Regions from separate parts of the Rattus norvegicus genome. Here region 2 is linked to region 1. Evidence: chromatin contacts called from public Hi-C data. All regions are on one chromosome and are shown on one strand. The core of a region is the stretch at or near the end of the contact, and the rest is flanking DNA. Distances in the headings are between cores, read along the strand shown.

The links. Hi-C and Micro-C count contacts between places; a contact is called where the count stands out from the background.
Region 2: a contact with region 1 is called in a Hi-C map of Schwann cells, with 1.8 times the contacts expected there. The contact joins the enhancer-like site here to the promoter of Csnk2a2 in region 1.

The regions. Positions count from the first base shown.
Region 1 is chr19:9,561,256-9,564,136 of GRCr8, reverse strand. Csnk2a2 (casein kinase 2 alpha 2) reads right to left here and starts at 1,421. Exons shown (of 12, transcript NM_001107409.1): 1 at 1,318-1,421; 2 at 559-670. The coding sequence starts at 1,421.
Region 2 is chr19:9,600,690-9,603,570 of GRCr8, reverse strand. Csnk2a2 (casein kinase 2 alpha 2) reads right to left here. Exons shown (of 12, transcript NM_001107409.1): 12 at 1,435-1,882. Among named protein-coding and RNA genes, the nearest start is that of Cfap20, 13 kb to the left of the region's middle. Within about 2 kb of position 1,355, at least 28 of the 93 cell types and tissues checked have an H3K27ac peak or open chromatin away from gene starts, as enhancers often do. A contact at or near this core is called in Schwann cells, where this site is marked.

The DNA of each region.
Region 1 (2,881 bases), core at 172-2,671:
CTGAGACAGTTTTGTTCCGGTTACTATTTCAGGGGCTAAAATGTACTCTTCTGTTGCCCCGAATCTCTTTTAGTGATGGCTTGCTATATCCAGCCCACCTGAAACTTTACTTCTAAATGAAACAAAACTATCAACTGGGGGGAGTTGCCCTGCATTTTTGGCTTTAAACTTATCTCTGAGAAGACCCCAGTTATGTTTTGTTTGGACAACTTTCTTTCTGGAGTAACTGGGAGCAGAGAGTAACTAGTACATTTTAGGAGCCCTACACGGACATGATACATGCAAATGCTTTTCTTTCTTGCAAACATCTCTTTGTTTCATATCAGATACAACCCCTCTCACATATTTGTTTGAGAAGTTCAGAATTTACACCTTAAGTGTTCCTGACCTATCAAAGTCAGCGTTAAGACCAGCCTGCACATTTTCTCAAAAGCTCACAGGAAAAATGGGGTAGGAGTGCTGCAGAAGATACACAAGAGCTGGAGCCGCTTATTCTGGAATAGCTGGTCCTTTGGCCCTGTGGGGGTAAAAGGTTACATGCCGCTGTAGTACACTCACCTTGAGAATTTTTACAACCACCCTCTCATTGTTGGTGATGTTAATGGCCTCAAATACTTCACTATACTTGCCCCGACCAAGTTTTCGAACCAGTTGGTAATCATCTTGATTACTGTGAAAGGCAAGAGATATTGTACATAAATGCCAGGATTTGGGATTAAGCAAGCGTATGTCCACTATACATCCATCCACCAAGTCCAGCTAATCAAAGTATTCCTGACATCACACCTCGACTCATTCTCTAAATGAAAGCCACACAGAAGCTTGGCTCCCGTCATTCTGCAGAGCTCTTAACCTCACTGACTCTAAGCACAGGGAGAAAAGGCAGCTATGAGGCCTTATGAGCCCTGTTAAGTGGACTGAGCAAGGTATCCCCCTGGTAGTACTGGGGTGCCCGCCTGCCCGGGGCTCCACAGCACCTGCCTCCCATTTTACACCCTCTAGGGGGGCCATGTTCAAAATGTTCCTCCCTCCCAGCCTCATTTCAGAAAGTAAAAAGGTAGAGATTTTAACAGCTCAAGAGGACAGACATGGACTTCCCATCCCATAGGAAGCCCAAAGTGTGAGGAGGAAGGGCCGCCCCCACCCTGACCCTACGCTTCTCCCCACCGGCTGCTGAGCCGGGGACCGGGGACCGAGGCCGGGCGGACAGGAGAGGCCGGGGACACGTGCGGCCGGGGTCGGGCCTCCCTGCCAGCCCCGAGGCCGAGCGGCCGGCAAGGTGCGGTTCGCGCGGGGGGCGGCCGGCGGCGGCTTTACCCCCAGCTCGGGACGTGGGCTTCGTAGTCCCAGTACTCGCGGCTCCTCAGGCTGTTCACCTCGGCGTAGACCCGGGCCCGACTGCCCGCGGCCGGGCCGGGCATGGCGGGCGGGACCGGGGGGCGCCGCGGGGCGCCGAGGGCGGCGGCGGCGCGGCGCGGAGCGCGGGGCGGCAGGCGCGGGAAGCGGCGGGCCGCGGACCGCCCGAGCAGGAGGAGGAGCGCGGCGGCGGCGGGCGTCCGCGCCAGGCCGGGCCCGCGGGGGCGGGCGGACGGACGGACGCTCGGGCCGGGGGCGCGGGAGGCGCCGGCCAAGCCGGCCCGGGGCCTTCGGCAGCCGGCGGGACGGCGGGGTTCGTGCTCCGCGGCGGCCTCCGCTCGGCTCGCGGCCCCCAGAGGCGGTGGTGGCGGCAGCGGCAGCGGCAGCGGCAGCCACCGGCCGGGAGAGGGGCAGCGGCGGCGGCGGCGGCGAAGAGGGAGGAGGAGGAGGCGGAGGAAACCCGGAAAAGGGGCCGAGCTCGCCAGGAGCGGCCACCGCCCAGCCCCAGCCCGCCCCTGCCCACAGCGCCCCCTACAGTGCCGGGGGACTGTGGCCGGCGCCCGCCCCCTCAGCGATCTCGCCACCCGCCAAGCAGAGTGGTAGTCTGCCTGCCCACCCGCAGGTCACCCCTTAGGAGCCCTTGCCCTCGACTAGCGCCGCTTTTAGCATCGCCCCTCAGTCCAGTCACCTCGTGTCAACCACCAAGACCTCCTATACTGGCCCTGAGCTGATTTGCTTTAAACCCAAGAATCCTCACCTCAAACTGTCTCCCTTCCTCACTCCTCTTTCCCCCTCTAGACTCCACCCTGCTATCCACAGATTTCCCCGCCTTCAACCCCAAGAGGCAGAGAACTTCCATGCAGAACCAGTCTACTACTAGATCTACCCTATCCTCTCAGTTCCCCGTCCAATTCCCCTGGTAGCCCACTGAGTCATCTTTTAGGCTACTTGGTTAAACTAGAGTCCGCTGGGTAGTTTCCCCATAAAATTATTGGTTTTTTTTCCCTTTGTATTGAACCAGTCGTTTGTGGGACATAATTTAAGACTGTAAATATGCATTTTTGTTTATTTGTTTGAGAGGAGGGAGAACTGGGGAGTGAGGAGTTCGGCCTCGAAGGAGAGACTAAGGGTTGGTGAACATACAAGCTTTGAACAGTCTTTGATTTCCTGGGGTCCCTGACTATCTTGTTCTCCTGTCCATATTTTTTTTTTCACACCAGAAGAGGGCATTGGATCCCAATACAGATGGTTGTGAGCCACCATGTGGTTGCTGGGAGTTGAACTCAGGACCTCTGGAAGAGCTGTCAGTGCTCTTAACCTCTGAGCCATCTCTCCAGCCCCCTCCTGTCCATTTCTTTATCAACAAGGATCTCCTCTCCCAACCCAGGTTGTTCTGACTTCTAATTACCCCCACCACTGTTTTCTAGATGAGACCATGTTCCCTCTTTATATACCTAACTATCCGGGTTCAAGTCCCAGTTCCGTAGCTTACAAGTGATGCTGATTTGAGCCAATGACCCAACGT
Region 2 (2,881 bases), core at 106-2,605, 40 kb before region 1:
CTCCCTTTCCCTTCCGTCTTTTCCTTTCCTGCCACCCACAAAACCCAAGAGTATCTATCTGATAGGCCTGGGATTTCTGAAAAGTATGACTTCCACGGTGGGAAACAAAGAACTAGGGTTAAAAAGCAGGAAAAGCCCAAGGATTAAGTTAACCTTCCGAGTTCTTTATGAGCACTGCTGGATCTCCACACCCGTCTGTCCAGCACAGAGACCCTGCACATCTGCACAGGGCCTGGACTGTGCACAGGTCTGTGGAGGAAGCACATACCCACTGTGTACATCCTCAAGAACACTGATGAGCTACTAATGCTGGACTTTCTAGAGCCTTGCATTGACAAGGCTCCCTGGAGACAGCTTGAGAACAGTAAGCCAGGGCAAGGCAGGCACCTTTAATCCCAGCACTCCAGAGGCAGACTGGTCTAGAGTGGTTCCCAGGTTAGTCAAGGTTACAGAGAAACCCTGCCTCAAGCAAGCAAACAAAAAGAAACCAAGGCAAGGTACTTGTAGCCCATTGGCTTTTTGGTCTATGGTCAGTGGTCTGGAGGGTACTTGCTGGTGTCCACTGGAGGGTGGGGTGGGGTATGTTTTCACACCAGCTGAGCTGACTGGATCTGATGGAAATGGGTTCAAAGGGCATTGACAGCATGGTGGCCCTCATGGGCCCGTTATTTCCTTCCCACATAATCACTTTAATACTGTGAGTGTTCACACTCAGAGTCACATGGCATTCAGAACCAGTGGCAGATGAGTCCAGAGACAGTGGCCCTTTGAGGAGCAAGCTGGCACCCAAACCTGCTAGGGCCTCTGTGCTCCATAGGCAGTGTGAGAATGGCCAGTGGCTAGCCGACCCCCAGCTGTGTTTACACCACCTGCACAGCCGTGCTGGGATCAATCCTCGGAGGACATTGAAAGGGCTCTGTAAACTGGCAGTTTCCTGTTAACGGCTTCCGCATGCACACATGTGAGAATTGCTCTCCTCTATCTTTCCAGGGAGCATGAGGGCAGGAAGCAGTAGCTGTGGCTTGATCCCTCCTTCCCATTGGTTAGATTTCAACCTGCCTCCAGGACTAAGGCATTTCTTCAGAAGGGAGTAGGCGTAACTGAGTAATAGGAAATGTTGAGGCATGAGCAAAGAAACTGCAAAGGGCAGCTTACAGCATTCTCCTGAAGTCACCATGGGGGCATTTATCCCCCTCAAATACTGAGCCACTCATTTGGAAGAGGTAAGGGTGGACACACGATGGGGACTGCAGTCAAGACACGGCCCAGCTCTCCCAGCCTATGTAGAAGCCAGACTGTTCACTCTGTCTGACAACATGCCGCCCTGGCCCTGCTTCCCTCTAGTTAGAACTTGGCACAAGTGCACTGATGACTCAGTCCTCTCTGTCCACAGGTCTTGGTCAATGGCCCCTTCCACACTGAATACGCTCCATCCACTTCTTTTAAAACGTTTTATTCAATAATATATATACTTTTAAAATAATATGTAACTGCCCACCATGCCATACACTGCCCCCATCCCATTTGTGGTCTGTGGTCAGCTAGTCCTTGGGGTTTGCTGGAGCAACAGGCAGCCACGGGATGGGTCGAGGGCACGGAGAGCAACAGTAACCAACAACCATTTTTGCATACCCTTCACATTTCCCATGCTTTCTGGGTCAGGAGGAAGTCAACAGGAAGCCAAAGGCATGTGAACCTTTTACATTCGGAAGTGAGGTCTGATTTACGGTGGTGGGCTGCCCTTCGGGTGGTCTAGTTCCTGTTCGCCAAGCCTGCCACCATTTTGTGTCTGCTCTCGGGACGTGATCTCGCTACACGCGTTAAGACGTTTTGATTTGGTTCTTGTTCTGCTTATGGAAAAGTGGGAGGAACCGCAACAGACCTGGGGAGAGATGGGAGGAGGGGAAAGAGGGCATTAATCAATCTGAGCCAGAGTGAGGTAGGCCACTTGGGACAGGGCTGGGGACAAGATGTAAGCTTGTTTTCTCCACGACACTTGATGGGACACTCGCAGCATGAGCCCAGGCCTTGAAGTATCCTCTTCCTGTTCTTTGACCCCCAACAAAGGTAGCCATCGGCCTGACCTTCTGAGAGAAACTCTGGCCACATGTCACAATCTATTCTGCCCTGTCCTTCAAGTGTAGGTGCTTAGGCAGATGCCTGGTGACCATCCTGCAAGCCAGACAACAGATCCAGCCCATTTCTCAGATCTGACACATTTACCGAGGAGGTCTTGAGTTTTGGAATCAGAGGACTTGGTATTTGTTCAGGGGAAAAGGCCACTATCATTGTAGGGCTGCAAGTGGGCTCAAATTTTCAACTGGGTTCTGCAAACAACCAAGCTGTCCAGCCTGGTCTCCTCCATACCCATCGTGGTAAAGTGAGCGGTTGAGAGGCCAGTGACAGGATTTTATTGATCACAATGTGGAAAGCACTTGGCATCTAGTAAGCTGTCTCAGTTACTTTGGGGAAAGGGTTCTTTCCACTGCTTAAAAGTCACAAGGCTGCCCACGCATGTTAAGAAATTACACAGCCTTCAAGCTTTTCAGCTCTTCTCCAATCAAGGGGGATCAGTTAGGGAAAAAAACTACATCACGGAAGACCTGTGCCATCAGCCACATGACAGCAGGCACACACACCCACGTGTGTGCTGCACGTAGTGGTGGAGAGGGACTTCTACAAATGCCTGAGCTCAGGGCCCAAGGTTAGTCATCAAGCTACTTCTGAGAAGCAGGGGTCTTGAGTGATGCCACTAGTTTCACTCCTAGAGAAATCTCCACACCGAAGTGACTGCTTCAGCCACCACAGGTCTCCAAAGCTCCGAGTTTATGGCCCACCCCACACCTCAAGTGCAAGCTAAGGTCTGAAGCAACTGTCTCCT